5 separate regions of the Mus musculus genome follow, and all the other regions are linked to region 1. A link is a contact called in public promoter capture Hi-C data. All regions are on one chromosome and are shown on one strand. The core of a region is the stretch at or near the end of the contact, and the rest is flanking DNA. Distances in the headings are between cores, read along the strand shown. Region 1 holds the start of 4930556I23Rik (a long non-coding RNA gene). Region 2 holds the start of Zap70 (zeta-chain (TCR) associated protein kinase). Region 3 overlaps Zap70 (zeta-chain (TCR) associated protein kinase). Region 4 overlaps Tmem131 (transmembrane protein 131). Region 5 overlaps Tmem131 (transmembrane protein 131).

Region 1 (4,890 bases), core at 975-3,474:
GAGACTTGTCGAGCTCTGCAGGTGTTGGCTGCAGACCTGGGTACACTTGACAACCTAAAGCCCTTATTATTCCGGAGGAGGGGCTGAGATGTCAGAAATCTTTAAACCAGATCCCCAGGAGACTCAGGTCTGTCTATTGAGGCCGGAATATAAACAAAGGAGTGGCTTTATTTGCCACATCTGCCGTGCCCTAGAGCTGACCTTTTGAGCAGATCTAATCGCAGAAGAGATTTTATGTTTCAACCTTGGCCCTGAGAGTTAATGCTTTAAGGGGTCACTGACAACCTGTTTGCCCGCCCCCTCAAGGCCGCCATAGACTGCCCACTGCCCGTCTTCATTCCTCTCTCTAGCCCTAGCCCTCCCTAGCCCAGATGGAGCACAGACGCAGAGCCGTGGGTTCCAGTGTGGCAGAGGATAAGGGTGCAAGTCACAGAAACCACTCAGGCCTGTGTCACAGAGCAGAATGACTGTCACCCGACTCTGCCCATACTTTACTTGGGACAGAGGTGCAACATCTCTGAGGCTTGATATTGTGAGATGTGTCCAAGTGTGGGGAAATACAGGAACCAAACAGGAAAGAAATGGCTGCTAAGAGGTCTTGGTCACTTGCTCAGGCCAGTGCTCCATGAAGTTGCCTGTAGGTCACCTCCTGGCACAGCCTAGTGCAGTTGCAGGGTTCACCCACTCCCAGGGTCAGCATGTGAACGTAGGTACATGGGCATACATCAGTGCAGTTGGAAACATTGCCACTTGAGCAGTCCCCAGAGCCCCACCCTCCCCTGGGGGTCCCTTCTTGCCAAACCACCTTAGAGGCAGTCTCATATAACTTTTCTGCTCGTTTGAATGTTTTTAACTCTACGTGTACAAGTGTTTGTGCACCGTGTGTCTACCTACCGATGCCAAAGAAGGCAGCGTGACCCGAGGAACCAGAGTTACAGATGGTTGTGAGCCACATGTGGATGCTGGGACTCAACCTCAGGTGCTCAGGCAGAGCAGCCGGCACTCCTCCCTGGGCCCCCCAGCCCTCCTCCCTGGGCCCCCCAGCCCTCCTCCCTGGGCCCCCCAGCCCTCTTTATGCTCATTTTAAAAATGTATCTTTTGGCTCAGATGAAATTATCCAAGTGCAGGTTATAAAGAATTTACCAGAACTATGTCTTGTGCCTTTGGGCTAAGAGGTGACAGAGTGCTCAGTACCCAGCACTGAGCTTTGAGGAGGTGAGAGAGGCTGGCCTGGCCTTCAACAAGCTACTTCTCTGCTCTGATTTCAAACTGGAATGGCAAGTTCCTCGGGTTGTGAATTTAATCTTATCAGAACTGTTCGAGGAATATGTTGTTAGCCAAGAAAATAAAGTTCAAACCCTGAGAAAATGTTCCGTCTGTTTCGAAGAGAGTAGCTGCCTCTGGGATAGGGATGGGAGTGAGGGTGAGACACAGGAAGAGTTCTGCGGGAGCTCCTGGTCACTAAGTGAAGAAATGGCAGGAGAGGGCAAAGAGGGCCCTTTAAAAGAATGTAGAGCAGGAGAAGAAAAACAGCCGGTGTTAACCATGCAGGCCCCAACTTCCTGTGTCAGGTGAAGACAGATGGTTGTAGAAATGGCATCACGTCCCACAAAGGGAATGTTTTTAGCGCGTCAAGTAAATCCGGAGTGGGGGCGGGTGGCTGGTCCCAAATGTAGACTCTTATCAAAGGCATCCTATCTGTGCATACATTCCAGCTCCTCCCAGAGAGAAGGCCCTGGTAGAAATTAGCTCCAAAGTGCACAGGTTGGGGTGGCAGCTGCATCTTGTGGTTTTGGCGGCTCAGACCAGAGGAGGTAATCTATTTGAGACATCTATAGAAGAAAAAAAAAAATGAAGTTTGCTGAAGAGAGGCTTTGGCTCAGGGGGGAATGGGAAGTGGGGGTCTCTCTGAGACTCTACTCCTCAATCCTACCACTCCTCAGCCCCCTGAACCAAGCAAAGCAATATAACACACCTTGTATGGGAGAGAAGCTGTGGGTGGGACTGAAGGGGAGAGTGGGACTATCTGCCTAACATTGCTCCTTCTTGGCCTTTATCACAGAAAAGGGTCAGCCTCCTGCGGCTACAGGTCCTGGGGCTGATGGGCAACCCACCCCACCCTGGATCACCATGGCCCGGCAGAAGAGAAGAGGAGCCCCAGACCTGCCCGTCAACCAGGAAGAGAAACCTGGGTCGAGGATCCTAAAGACAGAAACTGGGAAGCAAGCCAAGGTGGCCGAGAGAGCCCAGGTTACCACTCTTTTTCTGTGGCGTTCGGGGTGGGGGTGGGGTGAGGAGGGCAGCGATCTTGTGAGGGTGTGGTGGGAGCAGGTACCGCTGTGCTCACAGAGGTCCTGCATGAACATCACAGAGATGCCGTGCCTACCGTGATGGCTGACATGCGCAAAGGCAGTACGTCAGCTTGTGGACCCCGTGATGGAGCTAGCTGCCTCTTTGCCTGTGTGGGCTGGTAGAAATGCAGTGGCGCCCGAGGCTGCTCTGGCCTCCTAGGCAACGCAGCTCAGCCTCTGGAAAAAAATTGAAGACAGTTAAAACAACGGCTCCCTTCAGACACACGCTAATATGGTCACCAGCTCCACCTCAGCCCCTTGTGTGATGATAAATGAAGCCTGCTCTGGCTGCTGCCTGCTGGCTTCCCTTTTCCCTCACCTGGGGCTGCACAGCCAAAACCTGGAGTTGCATGTTGTATTCAACTGAAAACAGCTCTCACCAACCCCAACAACTGTGCTGATGCACCCTCTGCTAACCAGTACAATAAATGGGGTTCTGCTGTCTAGGAAAGGGAGCCTGCGCTGCAATAGGACCTGCTTCCCTTCCTGCTAATGCAATCCTCAGTTGTGTCTACACAGCTGAAGACCTGTATGTAGCATTGAGGAGGGGAAATTACAGTGCGAAATGTTAGCCCATTTCAGCTGCTGCCATATAGTGTGTATCATAAAACCATTCCCTACGGCTTTCACATAGAGTCCTCGCTCTATACCATCTGGGGCTGAGACTGGGCTGTCCAGGCAAGCAAGGAGCCACCATGCACACGTGGGCTGCAGGAGGCTGGCACAAGTCAGCTCTGGCATTTTGGTGGGTGATGCCGGTGCACAGAGCCCCTTTCCAGAAAGTGCCAGCAGCAGGGTGCATCTTGGAAGAGACATTTTGTAGCTAAGACACTTGGAGTATTTACCCACTCTGAGTCTGTTATCCTTGGGCAGCACCTGTCATTTTGTGTCTCCGTAGGAGTCTGTGAAGCAGGGTGACTTCGTCCGGAGCAAATCTTTCCTGATGACCCCTGCAAAGCCTGCTGTGACCCAGAGGCAGGGGTCAAAACTGAACCTCAAGGAAGGGCTACAGAGAGGAATCTCACTGTCCCATCAGAACTTGGGTATGAGACTGGCTTTTATTTCCAAATACTTTGGCACACACTCATGCACGCGCACACAGATATATATATTTACACATACACACACACATATATATATTTCTTCCTATGATTGGAGTTTGTGTTATTGAATCATTTTGCCATGTTGAGCAGTGTTTTTTTAATGTAGTCCCCCCCCCCTTTTTTTGAGAAGGAATTTACATGAGATAACGGTCACCCATATCCAGTGTGCATTTCAGTGGATGTATTTAACGGTGAGATTATGTGTATTTGCGGAGTCCCACCACCCTGGTAGCAATCTAAGAATAGAACATCCCCCTCACACTGGAAGGAAACCTACTTGTCACATTCCCTACCCTGGGGGTAGGTAAGCACTAACCTACTTTGTGTCTCTGTGAGATATCCCTTTTTGGGAATGTGAAATCATAAAACACAGGTCCCTGTCTCTGCTGGTTTTGAATGCAATTCTGAGCTCCGGGAGGTGGTATTTGTCACCTCAAATGGTGGATGAGCCCGGAGTCTCCTGCACACTAATCACATACTCTCCCGTCGAGTGACATCCCGAACCTAATATTTTTTAATTTTTTATTTACTTTGTATTGTGGTCAAACGACACGAGACTTGTACTTTACTAGCCATCTTAATTGGGTGGTTGTGAAGGTGGTATGCTCGGTCCCTCGTGCAGCCTACCTCTGGTGTTCTGCAGTTAGACCCTGAACCTTTCTAGACTCACTTTGCCTCCGGAACCACCTAAGCCTGCTCTGAAACTCTTCCAATCGTATGTGCTCCACACTCGATGCTTCAGTCTTCACTCCTTTATGCACTGAGGGATTGTGTGTCCTGGAGCACAGTGGAGACTGGAACGTATATTTAAAGCTATAGGAGAGGCTTAGCGAAAACCCACACTGGGTCTCTTGCTTTTGTCTGTTTTGTCTCCCAGCAGCTCAGGCTGCAGCGACCACAGAGAAGGAACTTCATCAGCTGAAGAGGGCCAGTTACGCCAGTACAGATCAGCCATCCTGGATGGAACTCGCCAGAAAGAAATCTCAAGCCTGGAGCGACATGCCCCAAATCATAAAATAGATTGGCAGGCTGCTGGGGAAGGAGGTCCACTGGACCGACGAGCCACTTAGTTTTAAACTGCCAATAAATCTTGGCAAGCAGACTGTGAAACTTACGATTGATTTTTGTCAACGGCTTCTGATGTGCTCCGAGAAGAGAGAGGAACCAGGGGGAACGGAGAAGACCAGCAGACAGCCTCAGTGCCGGGCCAGAGGGGCTGTGGCAAGAATGTTGCGAAGTTTAGGGGCGCCATTCCTGTGCTGAGATGTCAGCGTGAGCCTACGAGTCCCAGGTCTGCGCTGCCTCTTGCCATCAGCCAGTGCCTCTGGCCACCGTCTTGCCGTGGGCCATCGTGGTCTTTCTTGTTTACTAATAGGCATGATTGTTTGTGGTAAAGCAGGGATTCCCTTTACAAGAGCAGCTACCCACTTAACAAT
Region 2 (4,890 bases), core at 1,038-3,537, 850 kb after region 1:
ATAGGAGGCCTGGGGGCTTTACCATCTAGCACACAGGTGAGAAGATCTGCTCAGGGATCAAAGCCAGCCATGCCTTTGTCCTGGCTCTATGCCAGGATTCCAGCTGCCTCTCTCTGCTAGAAAAGTTCATGTTGCCATGCCCCCCTACCCCATCCTTCCTAGGATGCATCAGGTGCCTAGGAGGGGGAGCCTTCCTCAGCTCGCACCTCCCACAACCCAGCCCTCACGGTCACTGTCTGTTGCTCTTTCTATGACTGCCCTGAGCCTGGCTCCTCCGGGCACAGACCACAGCAGCCCCTTTTCTGTCTTAGCCCCCGCTTCCTCCCACACAGAGAACAAGGCCGGCGATTCCTTACGAGGCTGTGGGGCATCCTTTAGGATCTACTCCACTTAACCTGCTCCTCAGCACAGTTGCCACCTGGGGACCGATACTGCCATTCCTCATCTGGGGAAACTGAGGCTCGGAGAAGCTATGCCAGGCACGCAACCTGACCCACAGTCACTCAGGCCCAACAGAAACTGATGTTTCCAACTAATACGGTGCAGAAGAGACCGTAGAGCTCTGAGCCAAGTCCCCGGGGACTCCATGTCCCCGCAGACCCCAACACTGCAGCCGAACTACTTGGACTGCCAAGGCCTTGAGGCTGGTGGGGGCCAGAGATGGTCTTAAATCTAGCTCGCTGAGCATATGTCAATTGATGGGGCAATGTCCCTCCAACCCCGCAGAATGGTCAGAACCCCAGCCCAGCCTCCACTGACTGGATTCTAGAAATGACGTGACCCCCCTAAGCAAGGCAGCTTCTGCTCTCTAGATATCCAGCTATAGGACAGTAAAAGATAGGTAGAAAACATTGGGGCGACCCAGGACAGTGCCCATAGAGTAGAGGAATGGTGAGGGAAGGGCCGTGGGAAGGGGTGTTTGACAGCATTCTTGACATCTACCCATTGCATGCCGGGATTGCCCAAGTTAATACCAAAAACATCTCCAGACACTAGTGCCCACTGGGGACAGGCGGCGTCAGCTGGCTTTAGGTCAGCATGACCCCGTTCCTGTGGTCCTTGGGCCTGAGCAGGGGTGGTCAGTATAGGGTGGTTCAGATGCTGCAGGCCTCGTGGAAGTTTCCAGAATCTGTGATCAGGGCCTGAGACCCTCCAGAGCTAATGATAACAATTAGCATCCTAACAACCTATTAACTATATGGCACCTATGTCCCTGAACACTGAATGAGGTGTCAGATACAGAAACTGTGAAAGCACAGAGAGGTGGGGTGACTTGCCCAAGGTCACACAGCAATAAAGAGCAGGCAGATCTAAATGGACCCAGGCCCCTGGCCCTAAAAAGTGTAAACTTTAACACCCTCCAGGCTGCTGGCCCACCAGAGCATCTGCGGGGGTTGCAAAGGCAAAACTGAAGGTCAGGTGAACTTTGGGTTTGTCAGAGGAACCTTAGCAGGTGACACCTTCGATTTTCCAACTTAGGACTTGGTGACCCCAATCTTTCAGCAAGGCTTCAGTAAACACCTACTGTGTGTTTGATGTCCTAGCTAAGACAAGAGCAATGAATGTCACTGTGACCGTTCACAGGAACCCTGCTATTTTCTGCCAGGCCTCACTGTCTGAGATACCTCTTCCAGCCTCTTGGCCAACAAACAAGGCAAGCATTTAACAGGCAGCCAACTCTGTATCTGTTTTTTAAATGCAGATTCAGAGAGGCCAAGACAACTGTCAAGAGCACACAGCTACGGAGCAGAGATCTAGTGATAGTTCCTTTCCCCTGCTTTAACATGACCTGACTCCGAGTGGAGCCTGACTCGAGCCCCTCTCCAGAGCTACTGACATTCTGTTGTCCAAGCTCACAGGCCTATTGTACCAGCCTGCCTGTGCTGCTTTCTAAAGCCAAGGAGCCGACCCAACAGGAGTCTAGGAACCCAGAAAAAGACACCGGCACCCCTCGGGTGACCTGTTTCCCCAAGGGCGCCCCTTAGCTCCACCGATTGCAAAGTCTCAGGTCCCTACCACTTGGGCCTACCCAAGCCCAGCCTCAGGCCCCTGCGGACCCCACCCTCCTCACACAGAGATCAGAGTAAGGGAGTGACACCCAGTCACACTCCCTCCACCAAAGGCTAAAGGGTGGCCACTCACCTGGACACCCTCGAGGCTATCACAGCTCACAGGGTACGGCAGGGCCCAGCCGGAAGGCCTGGTGTCCCCAGAGCACTTTTTCTCACCAGCACCTTTCTTTGCAGCTCAGCCTATTTCCTTGATGCGAAGACAGGAAAGAGAGCCGTGTTTGAAGTTGACGTCAAAGCAACAAAATGCTGTGTGGAAGGAAAATCACAGGCCACATGCTCCTGGCGGGGCAGAGCACATTTCCGGGGTCACGCAGTACCAGCCGCAGGGTGTCGGGAACACAAGAGGAAGGTGGGGATTGTAGCAGCCAGGGATTGGGGCAAAGGCTGCTTCCCACAGTGAGCCCCCACCTGAGGGGGGCACCTGGAGTGTTGGGGGAAGGGCAAGTTCTGGAAAGGAGGGGTCCCCAATGTGTTCCTGTCCTAGATAAGGTTGCTATTACTGTGATTAACACAGTGACCAAAGCAAGTTCGGGAGGAATGGGTCTACCTGGCTTATACTTCCACAGCTAATTATCGAAGTATGTTGGAGCAGGAACTCAAACAGAGCAGGAAGCTGGAGGCAGGAACTGATGCGAAGGCCATGGAGGGCTGCTGCTTACTGGCTTGCTCAGCCTGATTTCTTCTAGAACCCACGACCACCAGCCTGGGAATGGCTCCACCCACCATCAGACGCCCACAACGCAACCTTATAGAAGCGTTTTCTCAATTGAGGTTTCCTCTCAGATAACTATAATACGTGTCAAGTTGATATAAATCTAGACAGTACAGTGCCCAATTTCTTGGAAGCATCCAGGGGCAGGCCTCTGCCGGAACCCTAGAGGCAGGCTCTAAAGCTCTAAAGCTGGGGTGAGGGAGGGGTGAGCCCACTGGGACTCCAGAGCTAGGCTGGTGTTCACCTAGAAAAAGCCACGATGGCAGGGTTATTCTACAGGAGCTCTGGGAAGAACTGGCTCTGGAGCTGGGACAAGTAGGCGGGGTCCCCCGACACTCATACACTCTAGTCCAGCCCCACAAGGGTCTACCACCTTGACCACTTCACATATCTAGATCATACTAGAAATGTGCATTGCCCCAAGGTCTCTGGGAGCCACACCAGTTACTTGAAAGCATCAGGGGCCGGGGATGGGGGTTGGGGGTGGGGGAAATGGGCGGCATTCTCCTCCTCCGAGGTGGGAATCTCCAGTGCTCAGAGAAGGGACATCTTGGTCTCAGCAAGCCACAAGCCCCTTCCTGTCCCACTTCGTGTCCAGAAGCTTGCGACTGGAAACAGTGTCATAGCTGCAGCCCGCAGTATGTCTGCTTCACTGAGGAGAGGATGCAGATCGCCACAGATAGGAGCATTGTCCCATGAGGTGGCAAGAGGGAGGCACGTCCTTTGAACTTCAGAGGGAAGGGCTACCGGATGCTAGGGAACTCAGCGCGTCTGGTGGGAGGGGGGGTGTCCAGTAAACTGTGAACTCAGAGCCTAGGAAAAAAATTGAACCTGTGCCCCAACACCTCCAGGTGTGCCTCTGAGGAGAAGCAACCTGGCCTCCTCTAGGAAACCTCCCTCTGCCTCACACTGGCCAGAGAGGCCCGAGTGCGCAGGCAGCTGAAACTAGGCAGGCCATGTTTGGCTCCATAGCTAAAGGAACATCAGACCTCAAGTGGGAAAAATATGGCAGGTGCCCTGGGAGGGGAGGAGATGGAGCCTCAGCCTTCCAGAGAGGTCAACTCGATTGCCAACACCACCACCTCCACCTGCCCTGCAGCCCCAGCCACAAGGACAACCTCTTTCACCAGGGTCCCTCCTGGATTGACACCCCCCTGCCCCTACTCACTCACACACATACACACACACACACACACACACACACACACACACACACAGTGACTCAGCTACTTTCCTTCTGGGCCTGGCTAGGATGCCTTCTATCCCTCATCCGTTTCTACCTCTTGGGGCCATTGTGAATATTAAAACAGGCCTGAAAACAAACTCTGCCTGTGATAGCTATCCTTATCAACTGGACTACATCTGGAATGAACCACAATCCAGAAATGGAGGGCACACCTGTAAGGTTTTTTTGGTTTTCTTTTTTTTTTTGGGGGGGGGGGTTGTTTGTTTGTTTGTTTGTTGTTTTTTGTTTTTTTTTTGCTTGGGTTGAAGAAGGTGGATCTACTTCTAGTCCAGACCTCTGAGATAGGAAGACACACACAAGTCTTTGGTTTGGATCTTGAGACAGGAAGACAAACCTTTAGTCTGGGCCACACCTTCTGTTGGAAGCCTAGATACAAGGACATGGAAGCAGGCTCTTTGCCTGCTTGCCCTCAGCCTGCCAGCATGGCTATTCCTTCACTGGCATTAGAGCCTACTTACACTGAAGGCCAGCTGAGGCACCCAGCCTTGTGGACTGGGCAGCTACTGGCATCTTGGACTTCCTGTTCATAGCCAGACATTGTGGGATTAGCTGAACCACAGCCTGTAAAACATTCTGGTTTATGCTGTGCAGCCCCAGAATTCTCTTGCGTTCTCCAGGGGAATCTCTGGGGTACGGAAAGCTGCCAAGCACCACGTAGGAGGCTGGGAAAATTGAAAGTGGTCATCATCCTTGCAAATGAACCCAAGCTGAGTCTAAGGAGAATCAACCGATTGCTCGATTGTTCGATTGCTCGATTGTTCGATTGCTCGATTGCTCCACTCACAGCAGCCGCTTGCTGTGTGTCCTTCTTGAGCGCTTCTCAAACGGCTGGCTCCTTCTGCAATCTTCAAACCACCGTG
Region 3 (4,890 bases), core at 1,059-3,558, 830 kb after region 1:
TTCATACTTCCTGCATTCGCAGTGGTAATCTCTCTTTTATTTCTGGGTGTAAAGTTAATATTTTATTCAAAGACGACATGCAATTGGGAGCAATGTGGGATGAGGAGATGGCAGAAGAGTTGAAGGGGGAGGGGAGCATCAATAAAATCAATTTATATTGTATGCATGTGTGAAACATCCAAAGAATAATAATATACTTTAAAAGTCATTTCTGGCTTTGATTTGACAAGATCCAACATTGTGGTGCTATAAGGGCAATTAAAAAAAGTAACAGGGAAGAAAATAGTCTAATAAAATATTGAGGTATTATAATAAAATATCATCATAATAAAATCAATAGAATATTCTATAAAATATGAAATTTAAGAAGTATACTTGTGAACTTCCAAGAAGACAAAGAACTAAGAAAATTCTTTTTTTAGCTCTAAGGGTTGGAGAGATGGCTCAGTGGTTAAGAGCACTGACTGTTCTTCCAGAGGTCCTGAGTTCAATTCCCAGCAACCACAAGGTGGCTCACAACCATCTGTAATGGAATCTGATGCCCTCTTCTGGTGTGTCTGAAAATAAATAAATCTTTAAAAATGTTCGGCCTTATTATTATTGTGTGTAAGCATGAAGCGTTGTCTGTCTCCAGAAGTCCTCTGTCGGCTCCAGCAGAAAGTCAGTATTCATTACCCTACTCTGTCTAGTCCACTCTGTGGCTGCCCCAGACTACCCACGTGAAGGGAGCACAAGGCCCGTCCAGTAAGGTCCGGTTACTTCACTTCGAATGATGCTTCAAGGTTTCACATATTATAGCAGGTGCCCAGATTTCACTCCTTTTATGGCCAAATAATCCTCCCTAGCCGTTCGGGATGAATTTGGCTCATTTATCGCCTGGTGAAATAGGCTCATGCATTTTCTCTCTCCAGTATTCATCACTGCCAAGAACCGTCTCCTCGCCCTGCTCTCTGTGCTTCTGAGAAGCTAAAGAGCCTGCTCAGCAGTTAGCAGCATGTTCTTGCAGAGAACTGGAGTTCAATTCCTGACACCCATATCTGGTGGCTCACAACCACCTTTAACTTCAGCTCCAGGGGCTCTAGCGCCCTCGTCTGGCCTCCCTGGGCACTGCATTCAAGTGCGCAAATCCACACTGACATGCATATACAACATCAAAAATAGACGCGTTTCTCATGTGTGTGGTACATGTGTGGTATATGCATGTTCATGTGTGTGTGCTTGTGGAGACCCAGTGGAGGAGGAGATGCCAGAAGCTCACATGGTGAGACATGTCACCACCCAGCCCTACACCCCCCACAAATCAGCCACCAGAGTCCTGAGCCGTGGGGCCTGCAGATCGCCCACCGTATCTATTCATCAGCTGGCTCCACCCAGTTCAGACTCTCAGCTTAACAGGTGCTACAGACATAAGTCCCCAGTTTCCCCCAGAGCCCAAGTCCAAAATAGCTGTCCCTAAAGCCATGCCACCTCCAAACCCACTTGGTCTGAGGCCCTGTCCCATCCCTATAGGCTGTGGGATCCCAACAGTGAGCCTAATGGGCAGTGCAGACTGGGGACCCACTCGGGAGGCTGAGGCAGACAGCGCATGAGTTGAAGGCCAGCTTGAGCCAGAAACTGAGCAAGCTGGGGGAGAGCTTACCTAGTACGTGCAAAACTTGGGGTTCATTCCCCTGCACCCCATAAAACTAAGAATGCTGGCCCCTGCCTGTAATCCCACCACAGGAAGTGGAGGCCAAGAGGAACAGAAGTTCAAGGTCGCCTCTAGCTACACAGACTTTTAGGCTATCCCGGACTTCAGGAGACCCCGGCTCAAAAACAAATAAACGAAAACGGGGGCGGGGGAGGGGGCTGGGGAGCAGGCGGAGTAAGTTCTGTTCCCAGCACTTGAAAGGTGGCCAACGACCATCCATACCCCTAGCTCCAGGGGACCTGACACCCTCTTCTGACCTCTATAGTCACAAGCACGCATGGGATGCACCGACGTACGTGCAGGCAAAACATTTACAGGTGCAAAAATAAAGCCACGAAACTGAATGGTGACTGAGTCACGCAGTCGTTTCTTCTCCGGACATGTAAAGGCTGCGAGTACAAGGCAGGAGCCATCAGCTACAGAATGTCGTGGTCTTGCTGGATCAGGGGCGACATCCACAGGCAAAGCAGAACCTGTGGTTAAGAGAAGTCTGTGAGACCGAGGGACGGGGCTGCAGGAGCAGATGATACTGGAAAGGAACAAAGAAAGATGTCCCTCCGTACAGCCTCGTGGGGCGGCGGTGGGCTCAGTCCTTACTCTGAACCATTCTTCTGCGCTTTTCCTAGGCTGCTGCTGCCCCTCCCCCTCCTCCTGGCTGCTGGTGGCAGAGAAAATGGGAGGGTTTCTCTCTAAAGCCAGGTTCAAGCGTCAGGGCTTTAAGCGTCCTTGTAGTTCCCGGTACCTTTGAGATCTTCCCACTGGTTTTTCTACATTTACTTTCCCTTTTCAGTCGACGCGCCCATAGAGAAACTGAGGCACGGGAGGGCTAAACAACCTGCCCCCGGGGCAACTGGGGCTAAATCTATAAACAGCAAAAAAGCGTGCCACACTAAAGCAGAGGGCTACGCTAAAATACAAAGGCGCAAGAGCCTGGATGTATTCTGCGAGAGGGTGCGGAGCCCGGGTCCCAGAGGCTGGCAAGAAGCATCCTGCAAACCGGCCTGGAGTGAACCCTCTGCAGGCGGCGGAACTGACGGCTGAAGATCAGAGGCGAGTCTGGATTCTGTTCCCTAGCCAGAAGCTGCCAGAATAAGGACAGGTGAGCGCCCTGTGCCAGGAACTGAGCCCACCTTTGCTTTTACTGTGGCGCCACCTTGTGGCATTGTTTTAGAACTACAACCTCTTCAGAGGATTCCGTCATTGCCAAGCCTTTCCCAGTGTACTAGATACCCACGTGGATGTTTTAATACCAAACCAATTAGTGATGCAGACGATAAAATAAATAAAAACAAAAACGTATTTATTTTCTTAAACGTTTGTGCAATAATATGTGTCATTGGGCTGGAGAGATGGCTCAGCGGGTAAGAGCACTGACTGCTCTTCCAGAGGTCCTGAGTTCAATTCCCAGCAACCACATGGTGGCTCACAACTGTCTGTAATGGGCTCTGATGCCACTTCTGGTCTGAAGACAGCGACAGTGTACTCACATGCATTAAACTAATTAATTAATTAAAATATATAATTATCCAATAACAAGTGAATTTTAATGCAACTGAAATATTTGCAAAAGAAACCATTTCCAGCAGCCACAAAATCCTACCACTGAGGAAATTTCTTTCTTGATCAACTTATTAGTTTTAAAGAGATTAAAGACTGTTTAAGTTTTAATATTGTCTATGAATTAGTAATACAGCTTACATATGCAGTAGTAACGTCACCTTCTAATGAAAAACGCATATCTCCCTATTCTCAAGGCACTGCTAAGGGGTTTTCGCTTGGTTTTGTTCTGGTTTTTTGAGTTTTTTTTTGTTTTGTTTTGTTTGTTTTTTGCCTGTTTGGAGTGTGTGCTGTTGATATAGGATCTCATTATGGAACCCAGGCTCGCCTGCAACTTATAACCTCCTCATCTCAGCCCCGTCAGTAAATCTTCAACACAAAATGAGGCAGAGTAGGGAAGTACTCAGCACTCAAGGGTGCTTACTGCCTTTCTAGAGGAACCAAGTTCGATTCCCAGCACCTGTGTCAGACATCACAATCCCAGGAAATTCCAGCTCCTTTGGCCTTCCCAGACACCTGAAAGCATGTACAATTCACTCCTGAGACGCAGACAGACAGACAGACAGGCAGGCAGGCAGGCAGGCAGACAGGCGCACCGTCACGCACGCACGCACCTAGGAGTACAGAATGAAAACTAATAGTTAAACCAAATTAAGCTCTGTACTGGATCTAACGTTATTGTCTCAGCATTGTCCTGCTGACCCTATGTGCGTGTGTCAAGGCTCCGGGGCTCCTCGCTGCCCTCAACCCCATTTAACAATTCTCCTGTGACCCTCACAAAACTTCCAGAACCTTCCCAGAGCATCTGGCTTTCCACCACAAATAACAACAAACTTTACTTCCCCAGAATTCCCAGCAAATCTCACCTCTCATTGGCTCTAAGTGTGATATGCCCCCCCACCCCCGCACCCTGCCATCCCCAAGTCACTCTGGCCAAGGGAAGGAGGCACTGATTTGCTGCTGAGGGAGGAGCCAATCTCGCTGAGGGCACAGGTGGCAGGCACAGTCGAACCATTAGAATCCTGACTCCATCTCACCTCACCTGTTGGGGTATGCCCTCCATTATTTCTTGGGTAGGGAAACTGAGGCAGTAAGACTTGGGGAGTTCTGAGTGGGACTCTACCTGAACTGACCCTGGGGATATGGACTAGCTGTGACTGTGGGGGCGGGCCGGGGCAGGTGTGGGGCAGACACTGGCAACAACCCAGTCAGGACAAGTATAAGAACTGGGTGTGAGGACCCCCTAAAGAGGCCAGAAAACCTGTTTCAGCTGGCTGGGGAGGGGAGCAGGTAGTCTGTAAAAGCCTCTCCAGGTGATTGATCCTGGTGTGTAGCTGTTACAAAAGAGCCCATGGTGTCCAATCTGGGATGCTGAGGCCCCTGACATACACAGCCCTTAGCACTCAAACCCACCCTGGCCTCCATTTCCCAGTTTGCCCTGACACCTCGTTCCCCTGATGATAACCCTTCCACAGCCTTATCTTCCATGGGGCCCCATGGGGCTGGACCTACTGACAAGATTGCTACGTTTTTTTCTTACTGGTTCCACTCAATTGCCCAGCCCTTCCCAGGCTCCTGGCCCTGGTCGAGGGAAGATGAGAATACTCAGCCAAGAGAAGTGGAGTTTATTCTGATGCTGACAG
Region 4 (4,890 bases), core at 1,069-3,568, 810 kb after region 1:
TTTGTTCCCCCCACCCCCACCCCTGAGAAGAGCATTTAGAAATATTAGAAACTGAACCGCTGCTAAAGTTAGCGAGCAGCAGGGTAATTAGCATCACACTACCTCATGAAGTCTGTTCGTGGCTGTAAATGTCAAAGAGGAGAAGGAACTGGACCTATTCACTGTCTAGTAATGCTGGGAACAGGGCTCAGTAACAGCCCACCCCCAAGGCAGGGGCAACAGTGGCTCTCCCAGAGGGAGTCATGTAACTCGTCTTTGCTACTTTTTGGGTTCTTCTTTTTTCCACCCTTTGTCCAACCCTCACCCCTCATCCCCATTTTACCCCCTAACACTAGATAAGAGAAAAACAAGGATAGAGGAGAAAGAGATCTCTGAGCCTAATTTCTTTCCTTTTGTTTCTTCTTTGAACATGGCCACTAACAAACCACAACCAAACCTCACTAAACGACCAGTAACCACCCAACCCACCTCTCGGGGCCTTCGAATTTATGTTCCCTCTGAAAAGTTCCTGGAATTCCAAACACCATACAATCACAGAAATTATTTGCATCTGGAAAACCATACTTCTTCTAGGGCACAAGGCAAATCACGGTCAGCTGCTATGGACAGTCCGAGCAGCCCTTCAACCTTACACCTAGAGTTAAAACAGAAACATTCTTATTTTAAAACATTCTTTTTTAAAGAAACTGGAATATAAGAATTCTCAAAACTGTCACTACAGAGTAGGTTCAAGATGCCGTTAGTGGTCACTGGAACCAGAGCCCAGCCTAGGATACATGAGCACATGAGGTCAGCATCCAGCAGTGACATACCATTCAGAATAGTGCAGCAGAGCCCAGCATGCCACCACCACACCCCACCCCCCCACCACCACACCCCCACCCCCCCCCCCCCCCCCGTGCACGTGTCCAGCAGTGTGGCTTGTAAGTGCTGAGTGGAAAGGCAGGCTCCAACTCGTTCTTGTTTTAGGTGAGTGTGTTCAGATCTACACTGCGGATCAGAATCTGGCTTCTGGTCTCCATCTAACGGCCTAAAAAATCAGTTCACAAGCAGTCCCGGCTCTGTTCCCTGGGTGATTTCATGTTTCACATAGGATGCGCATGTCCCACTGTCCCTTTGCAGTGCCTTGCAGTTGGCCTGGTGCCCTGTCTAATCCCATTTCATTTGTAACTTGTGCTGGAGCATTGGACTTAGTTCCCATTTTAGCAAATGACTAGAGAAGTATAGCATCTTCTGGCAAGCCGGTACTGAGACATATACCCACAGCACGGGGAGAGTACTGAGACATATACCCACAGCACGGGGAGAGTACTGAGACATACATACCCACAGCACGGGGAGAGTACTGAGACATACATACCCACAGCACGGGGAGAGTACTGAGACATACATACCCACAGCACGGGGAGAGTACTGAGACATATACCCACAGCACGGGGAGAGTACTGAGACATATACCCACAGCACGGGGAGAGTACTGAGACATATACCCACAGCACGGGGAGAGTACTGAGACATACATACCCACAGCACGGGGAGAGTACTGAGACATACATACCCACAGCACGGGGAGAGTACTGAGACATACATACCCACAGCACGGGGAGAGTACTGAGACATACATACCCACAGCACGGGGAGAGTACTGAGACATACATACCCACAGCACGGGGAGAGTACTGAGACATACATACCCACAGCACGGGGAGAGTACTGAGACATACATACCCACAGCACGGGGAAGAGTACTGAGACATACATACCCACAGCACGGGGAAGAGTACTGAGACATACATACACACAGCACGGGGAAGAGTACTGAGACATACATACACACAGCACTGGGAAGAGTACTGAGACATACATACACACAGCACTGTGGGGAGAGTACTGAGACATACATACATACAGCCGTATAACCTCTACTGGATCAGTCTTATAAGTAGAGACCAGGTTTTACTCACGGTACTTTAGTAAGAAGCTACTAATTGATGCTGCCACTGCCCACTGCACATAAATGTAATCTGAATGACTTTACACTTAAGACTCATCAAAAGACGATTACACTAAGTTAAAAACAGCTAAAACATTGATAGAGGTTCAACAGATTTCAAGAAGGGAGTTTATGCGGACAGCATCGTACTGTATACACCTGTAAACCCAGCATTCAGGCAGCCCAGACGTGTGAACATGGATTTCAAGGCCAAGCCTGATTTACACAGAAAGCTACAGGCCAGCAAGGAGCTCTGCAGTGGGGCTCTGTCATTCCTCAGGCTGCCGTGTATGGCTGTGTCTTGGGTTATGGTTTCATTTCCATCATCTTGCTAATCCTTCTGAGCACCTGCATCTGTGTCTTTACAGGATACAGAGAAGCACAAGGGGAGACCAGCCGTGCCTGAAAAACAGGAAAGTGAACTGTCTCAAGGGAAGCCCAAGAGCAAAAAGCTCTTAAACGCTAAGAAAGAAATCCCAACAGATGTGAAAGGCAGGTAAGTATCGTGGGGTTGTTGGTGGGAGCCAGGCATTGCTCCAGTCACTTCTCTAAGGGAGGGTGTGAGCAGCAGAAGCCATGCACTGCTGTTCCACTAGGCCTCTCGTGTCTAATGTCTACTAGTCAGGTGGATGCTTAGGGGTTTGCACCTGCTTCTGATGCCAGGCATGTGAGGGTAGGGTTAGCAGTCTGTTGTGAAGGCTTGGTTTAATACAGACCCACAGTACCTACCCTGTGGACAGAAGTAACCTTGACGGGTCACCCACTGGTAAAGGAGCTAACTTTTCTCAAGAGCTTGGCGTCTGCAGTGTCACAAACCAGGGATGCAGTTGGGATCTAGAATTCTGTGCTGTAAACCTTGGAAGAGTTATTCTTGCCTGAATCATGTTCTGGGATGGTGTCCCCAATGAGACAAGCCTACCATGGAAGAAGTCTAGTACCCACAGGGCAGAATTCAGGCAGGCCCCATAAGGAGGCTTTCTGTGGACTGCTTCCCAAGAAAAAGGATGTGTTGAGCTAATGGGTTGTTGACTAAGAGTTCTTCGTATTTTCATAAGCTGGGCTAGCATCTTCCTACTGAGCTGATGTCAGGGTTAGCATTGTGGAGGTGATGGTTCATGGCAGATGGGGAGGTGAGGCGAGAAGGATGGGGGTTCTCTTATCATTGTTACCTCCCTGGACCCCAGAAAGAGCCTCCAGGGTGCAAGACATGAGCCAAGACCAAGCTGGCATCTGAACCTCTCTCACCCTTGATGATGGAATCATTTCAAGTCAGTGGGCTGTTGTCCATTTTATTTAAAAGCTCTAAATTTTTTTTTTTTTTTTTTTTTTGGGAAACCATCTGGCTTAATTTAGGAATATTGAATTAGCAAAAAATAAAATAGTCTGGCACCTTTTTTACTTTAAAGCCAATTAATTTTACAGTGGCAAAGTTAAACTTTGTAAAATAGACACCCCCACAGTTACAGATAACTTACCTAAAAATAGCTCACACAGCCTCTACCAGAAGGTTGAGTGTCTGTGTTTTAGGAGTCTTCTGCCATTTTTAGAATATGGAATTTTAAACTAACCCTGCCAGCCAGAAGTAGAAGAACAGAAAATTGTGTAACACTGCCCATAAATGGCATTCTTGGAGTTTTTGTTTGTTTTAGGGGCGGGTGGGGCTTTTTGTTGTTGTTCCAGTTTGTTTATTACACTGCTTTGGACCCACCCCCTTATAAAGTCTAAGCTGGACCCACCCCCTTATAAAGTCTAAGCTGGACCCACCCCCTAAAAAATCTAAACAAGCGTCTTTGCAGTGTGTGCTCTTGCATGAAGTCACACTTGGCCTTCCTTATTTTCTTGGTCTAACAAGGAGTGGAAGAGCCATGGTGATTTGGGGGCTACTGGGTCTAAAAATCTGGAGCTATTTTGATGTTTGAACTCTACTGTGAACGAGTACAGTGGTTTATTTTTGACCTTGAACCTAGCAGAAATTAGCAGCCTAGAAATGAGAACTAGGGGCTCGAGGGGTACAGAAAGAGCTTGAACAGCCGAGCAAGGTGGGTTGTGCTGATGTGACACGCGGGGTCTGAGGGATGTGCTGACGTCACACACATAAGCTCGGGTGCAGGAAGCATACTTAAGGACATTTGAGAGGCACAGCTCAAAAAATGCCTGTTCAAGGCTGGCTATGGTGGGCTGTTTTTTTTTTTTTTTTTTTTTTTTAATTCAAAGGCTGAAGAGGATCAAAAACTCAAGGGCTAGCATGAGCTGCACCAGTGCAACTCAGTAGGCCTGTCTCAAAATAAAGAGCATGCTCAGTGGGAAAGAACCTGACTGGCGTATACAAAGCCCCAGATTTACCACCCAGCACTGGAAAGGAAGAAAATAGATTTGTACAGACTTTCTGACCTGTCCCAGCAAGCAGACTGTCAGCCGTCCTGCCGTCGGCAGCCTTCTCAAGGCCTGACTTCACCTTGATGGGCATCACAGAACCTGCGCTGTGAAGAGCACCTCTGTCCTGCCCTGCGGCATTGCTTGAGCTGATGCTCTCTCTACGGGGCTAGAACTTGACTCCCACCCATGTCAGAATTTCTGTTGGAAAATACATTCAGGAGCACGGTGTGGTACTGGAAAGGCTCGGTCGTAGCACAATTGCCCTTGCTGGTTCCGTGCAGCAAGTTCATGCCCATATTTCCTGAAGCAGACACTGCACTCCAATCAGGGAAGCAGAGGTTAGACCCTCACGTGTACACGTGTATACATACACACTCCCAGAATGTCTAGTGCACAGAGTCCAAGTTTAGAACTAGGTAATGGCTTAGGAAACTATAAATAAGGCACACAACTGAACTATGGGCTACTTCCATTCTTGGTGACTTACAGCCTTGCCTAAACACCAGGACCAATAGTGTCTA
Region 5 (4,890 bases), core at 681-3,180, 730 kb after region 1:
CTGGGGTTTCCCAAAATAACATCTTTGAGATTGCTGCATGAAGGAGTCTGGAGTGCTCAGGGAGCAGGAAACACCACCATCCTGGTAGGCAGTGTAATCAGCTAATTTCTTATACTGCCTGGCTTCCCTTTTGTTCTCTTATAGAAGCTAGGTTGTTGAGGTTTGGTCTTGCTATCTATTGTAATGCTAAGTGAGGGCCCCCAATACCTGGGCTTGGAGTGGGGGGGATCCAGGAAGGGGAGAGAGGTGATAATGGCCCCCTTCTCTCTTCCCAAGTATTTATTTAGTATAGTTTCCTTGTTTTGGGTGTTCTATGCTGGGTTACAGCCCTGTGATACTTGGTCCACTGCTTAGACTGCTCTAGCCTTGGTCACTTGGGACTCTCTGTTAACTGTTACTTCTCTGTACAGATTCTCATCAGCATGTTTTAAATAGTTGTATTGTTTTTGTTTTAGTACTGTCTACTTTCTGAGGATGCTCTGCTCCTATTGTGTATGTCTTATCCCAATCCTAGAAATGGGCATTTCTCTAGAAGCCCCAATTCATTCCATTGGAATAGTCTCAGAACGTGGGCTGTGGGTGAAAATGTGGTCATTACTGCTGGGGAGGTCACTGGTTAAGTGAGGAAGAAGTATATTTCGTTATTCTAACAGCTCTATACACATCTCACTCTCTCCCTTAGGGTTGTTTTGTTTTGTTGTTTTAAGATTTGTTTTTATCTTTCTGTGTGGGTGTTTGCATGTTTGTCTGGGCACTATATATATATGCAGTGTATACAGAGGCCAGAAGAGGGTGTCAGACCCCCTAGACCTGGAGATCCAGGTGGTTGTTAGCTGCCATGTGAGTGCTGGAAATCCAGCCTGGGTTCTCTGGAAGAACAGCCAGTTCTCTTAATGCTGAGCCATCTTTTCAGCCCCATACCTGCGTTTCTATTTGTAGCAATTAGTCTATCTCGACTTTATGCTGAGCCTCTCCCACCCTTTGCTTCTATGTAAACTCTTGGCCCAGCATACTTTGATATACTGACATACTTTGCTTACATCTTACTTAGTCATTCAGTTCCAGTGTACAGTACAGTGGCATCAGACTCGCTAACTCCTATGGAAGCTGCCTTCATACATTTATAACACAGCATAAAAGAATGGTTATGAATAAAACTGCTATAAGGAATGTCATATATATATATATATACACACACACACACACCTGTGGACAGCTTTCAGATGATTTTGTTACATGCTAAGATCATCATTGGCATATTGTACACCACAGCTACTGGCCTTTGCGTCTGCCCTCAAGACTGTGTGCCTTAGTCATCTGCCTTATTTAGTGTGCATCATTTCTTACAGTAGAGTAAGCTTTGTTTGCTAGTGCCTCTATGATCGCTTAGGTGGAAAACAAATGCCTGTACACAACAGGATCATGTGCAGCCGGATGATCTGACTCCACCTTTCTCACAACAGCAGGCGTAGATAGGTATTTTCAAGGCACCTTGCACAGCTGGGTTATTGAAGCTGTCTTAGTATTGATCATGACTACATAGCAAAGCATTTCAGAGTTGCTAAAGTTCTGAAGCATTCGCTGTATTTTCCTCGTAACCATTACTCTCATACAAGCAGTGTTTCCTTGGCTTGTTCTGGATGCCAGTCTTGACCTCAGGGCCCTCACAAATGCTAATTACTCTACCTACCATTGGTCTACATTCCCCAGTAAGCAATATATTAAAATGTAAAATTGTATTTACTGCAAGGCAAACGGTGAAATTGGGTTTCTGTTCCTATCAGTGATGTTTGGTTTGTTTTCTTGACAGCATTCATTCAGTCGGAGAGCATAATAGAAGTCCTGCGCTTTGACGACGGAGGGCTACTACAGGTAATTCTCTTGAGTAATATGACTATTCTTCTTTCCTGCCTTGGAAACCAGTGTAACTGGTTTTCCTGAAGTATGTTTTATGAACTGTAGACAGTCAGTGGAGTTATTGCATGAACCTCCTACTAGAATTACTTTTTAGAGTAAACATTTTTCTAAACAGTGGACTCCCTGTGTAGTATGGAAGCTGTAGGTAAGTAAGTCAGAGTTTGTGTCCTGTGGCTGTGAGGGTATGTAAAAAAAAAAAAAGCCAGGTCAAATGAGGTTGGGTCTGTGAGCTCTCTGGTTGTTAGTGCTGAGTGAAGCACTGGCTCAGTGTGTGTAGCTTCAGCATTTACCTAGAAAAGAACTTCTGTGCACAGTGCAAGGTTTATGTCTCGTCTGGCTGGCTGTCACTTGCCATGCTAAGCTATATCTTTAACTGTAGTAAGCATGACATTAGAATGTGGAGTCTGGTAATACTCTGCCTTTTCTTTCAAGCCTAGTTCAGATCCTCTGACAACTCATTCATTCGTCAGCTAGAGAACAAGAACTGCAGAGCTGAAAGGCATTGTCACTGCCATCTGCCTCAATTGGCTTTGCTGAGAAGGGTCTGGTCTTCTGGCCTTGTCTTGTCCGTCCGTCCTTCCTTCCTTCCTTCCTTCCTTCCTTCCTTCCTTCCTTCCTTTTAATAGCCCAGTATGCCCCAAGATTGGGATCCTCCTGCCTCAGCCTCCTGAGTAGTAGGAGTACAGACATATGCCTTTATATCCATTTCAGCTTTCTGATTTTTCTTTTTAGATTAAATTTGTTCTTTGACATTTGCATCCCTGTAAGCAGTGCATTCTGGTTGCTCTCACCCGAAACTGTCTATCGTGTGCTTCCTCCAACCCCATTCTTGTTCTCAAGGGTGGACCCTTTAATTCTTGTGTGTGTTTGCCCAAGGCCATGTCCGTGAGCACGGGTGTGGAGACCTTCACTGGCATGGTGCGGGATTACATACCTGCACTGCCTCTTATGGCATAGGTTATGTGTCTAAAGCTGAAATGTTTTTCACATTTTGTTCTGCATGTATGTTTGTGTGGCTGTCTGTGGAAGTCAGGACAACCAGTGGGGGTTTGAGCTGTTTCTGCTGTGTGGTTCAAGTGGGCCTGACGGTAGATGCCTTTTCCTGCCAAGCCATCTATGTCTTTGTTTTTAAAAGCCAGTGACAGTAGTTTTCCAATTTATAATCCCATCAGAGGGAATTTCTTGATTTATATTTAAAGACCTTGGCACAGCCCACTAGAAGCCCCCTCCTGTCTCTGTTGTATCCTGTCACTGTTCTTACTTGATGCGTTGGTCTTTTGACTTAGATAATTGTGACTTCAAATAAACAGAATTTCTTTATTCATGAAGTTTAGCTTGTCAGCTTTTTGTTTTGTTTAGTATGTCTTATGTCTGGCTGAAGAACCAGGTTATGTGGTTGGAAAGATAGCTCAGTTGATAAAGTGCTTGCATAGCAAGCATCAGAACCCAGGTTAGATCCCCAGCACCCACGTGAGGAAGTTGAGCATAGCTGAGCAAAATCTCAGAGCTGGGGAAGTAGAGACAGAGGATCCTGGGGCTCCTTGGCCAGCCAGCCTAGCCCATCAGTGAGCTTCAAGTCCAGGGAAGAGACTATCTCAAAAAACCAAGTGAATGACTTCCTAGAAATAATACACCCAGGGCTGACCCTCGGCCTACATACATGTACACTTCCACACACATATGTGCTCATCCATCCATCCACAAGCACACTATGGATGATCGTAATTTAGAATTTTATTTGGCTGCTCTCCTTAGGTACAGCTACAGTTCCTAAAATAACTTTCAGTGGAGGCAGAGGGCAGAGCTCCCTTGTTGCTGTTCAGTTGTTTCATGTCCTTTGCTGGGTGTCCTCCAGAACTTTGTTACCCACTTACTCTGAAGTGACAGTGTCTCCTGGTCGACTGCTGGTGTGAGCTGGAGCTGGCTTTCTGGGTGTCCTGAGCCTGTTTGTCTTTGCAACTACACTTTTGAAAGTTTTGATTCTCATTTCCTTCCTCTTAGATAGACATGGTCCTTGATAACCTTTCCATGTTGTGCTATCCATGTGCACCTGTAAACTCTGTGTGTGCTGGGTGGTTCTTACACTCGATCTGAAGATCAGGTTGGAGAGAATTACAACTCCCTGGGAAATTAAATCAGTTATACTGTGCAAAATAGTAATAGCACCCTGACAAGTACAGTGTGCAGAACATTGTACTAGTGCTAAGGGGTAGATCACAGGAAGCTACTAACACCTTTCTTACTCCTGAGTCTTGGCATGTATCATTCCTGTAGGGCACCCCTTTCCTATGGTGATGGGCTATGTGCACAGAGAGGCCACGTCTAAGCTTCCAGCTCGCAGCCAGCACCACTCTCCCTCCTGTGAATGAGCTTCATGGACAACCAATGAACACATCTGACGCTTCCTACAGATGTAGCACAAAGGCATGAATGAGAACGAGCAACTGGGGGTTCACCAGCCCCAGGATGGGCAGTAGTAGTAAACTGCCTTAAGCCACTGTGCTTCAGAGGCCTGACTTTGCAGCAGTGGATAACCAGAGCCCTGCTGTGATCTGAAACCTGCCTGCGTTGTACTCATTTTTTCCCCATTGTTTCAGAAATCCCCTTTTGTATATCTTTGTAATGAGACTCCAGTCAAAGCTCTGCACACCAGAGCAGAGCTATGTTCTTGGTAGATGAACCTACATGGCAGGGAAGTGAGTGTCCTGATGACAGACACCACAGATCTGTGTTCAGGTCACTATTCCTTTAGCAACAAACTGAAAATTTTCAGTGGAGTGTTGTTCTGAGCTCTGTGAGCTGTCCTGGTGAATAAGAGAGTCAGGGGATCATTGACAGCCTTGCATTTATAGCTGATTTGTCAGAAATACAGGTGGCCAAAGTGCACAACTGTGTATGGAGTGAGGGCACAGCCAGCATCTGGATTCTCACCTGACTCTGACTGCTTAGATAGTATTAGAGGATAGTATTTGA

What was found. Promoter capture Hi-C pulls out the DNA fragments that hold promoters and counts their contacts.
Region 2: a contact with region 1 is called in a promoter capture Hi-C map of pre-B cells. The contact joins the promoter of Zap70 here to the promoter of 4930556I23Rik in region 1. A contact is called at or near these places in 7 of 39 promoter capture datasets (the 3T3-L1 cell line, HPC-7-derived erythroid cells, embryonic stem cells and 3 more), 2 of 484 Hi-C or Micro-C datasets (embryonic stem cells and pancreatic cancer cells), 6 of 115 datasets of contacts at active chromatin or transcription factors (embryonic stem cells, large pre-B cells, memory CD8 T cells and 2 more) and 1 of 9 other capture datasets (embryonic stem cells).
Region 3: a contact with region 1 is called in a promoter capture Hi-C map of hippocampal neurons, with 5 times the contacts expected there. The contact joins the enhancer-like site here to the promoter of 4930556I23Rik in region 1. A contact is called at or near these places in 10 of 39 promoter capture datasets (HPC-7-derived erythroid cells, cranial neural crest, embryonic stem cells and 7 more), 4 of 484 Hi-C or Micro-C datasets (cerebellum, cerebral cortex, embryonic stem cells and 1 more) and 2 of 115 datasets of contacts at active chromatin or transcription factors (forebrain and large pre-B cells).
Region 4: a promoter capture Hi-C map of HPC-7-derived erythroid cells shows a contact between it and region 1, with 7 times the contacts expected there. The contact joins the enhancer-like site here to the promoter of 4930556I23Rik in region 1. A contact is called at or near these places in 10 of 39 promoter capture datasets (the 3T3-L1 cell line, 3T3-L1-derived adipocytes, HPC-7-derived erythroid cells and 7 more) and 1 of 115 datasets of contacts at active chromatin or transcription factors (large pre-B cells).
Region 5: a contact with region 1 is called in a promoter capture Hi-C map of frontonasal cranial neural crest, with 3 times the contacts expected there. The contact joins the enhancer-like site here to the promoter of 4930556I23Rik in region 1. A contact is called at or near these places in 8 of 39 promoter capture datasets (the 3T3-L1 cell line, the C10 cell line, cranial neural crest and 4 more).

What each region holds. Positions count from the first base shown.
Region 1 is chr1:37,611,841-37,616,730 of GRCm38.p6, reverse strand. It overlaps 4930556I23Rik (a long non-coding RNA gene), which reads right to left and starts at 2,224. Exons shown (of 2, transcript XR_373329.1): 1 at 2,164-2,224; 2 at 1,358-1,832. Cracdl (capping protein inhibiting regulator of actin like) reads left to right here. Exons shown (of 10, transcript NM_028096.1): 8 at 2,063-2,250; 9 at 3,250-3,394; 10 at 4,335-4,890. The coding sequence ends at 4,474.
Region 2 is chr1:36,759,195-36,764,084 of GRCm38.p6, reverse strand. It overlaps Zap70 (zeta-chain (TCR) associated protein kinase), which reads right to left and starts at 2,287. Exons shown (of 13, transcript NM_009539.3): 1 at 2,143-2,287.
Region 3 is chr1:36,782,784-36,787,673 of GRCm38.p6, reverse strand. It overlaps Zap70 (zeta-chain (TCR) associated protein kinase), which reads right to left. Exons shown (of 13, transcript NM_009539.3): 13 at 4,854-4,890. Among named protein-coding and RNA genes, the nearest start is that of Zap70, 23 kb to the right of the region's middle. Within about 2 kb of position 2,308, at least 50 of the 459 cell types and tissues checked have an H3K27ac peak or open chromatin away from gene starts, as enhancers often do. A contact at or near this core is called in cerebellum, cerebral cortex, forebrain and 2 more, where this site is marked.
Region 4 is chr1:36,799,424-36,804,313 of GRCm38.p6, reverse strand. It overlaps Tmem131 (transmembrane protein 131), which reads left to right. Exons shown (of 41, transcript NM_018872.2): 33 at 2,362-2,489. Among named protein-coding and RNA genes, the nearest start is that of Zap70, 40 kb to the right of the region's middle. Within about 2 kb of position 2,318, at least 17 of the 459 cell types and tissues checked have an H3K27ac peak or open chromatin away from gene starts, as enhancers often do. A contact at or near this core is called in pre-B cells, where this site is marked.
Region 5 is chr1:36,886,246-36,891,135 of GRCm38.p6, reverse strand. Tmem131 (transmembrane protein 131) reads left to right here. Exons shown (of 41, transcript NM_018872.2): 2 at 1,811-1,872. Among named protein-coding and RNA genes, the nearest start is that of Tmem131, 51 kb to the left of the region's middle. Within about 2 kb of position 1,930, at least 8 of the 459 cell types and tissues checked have an H3K27ac peak or open chromatin away from gene starts, as enhancers often do.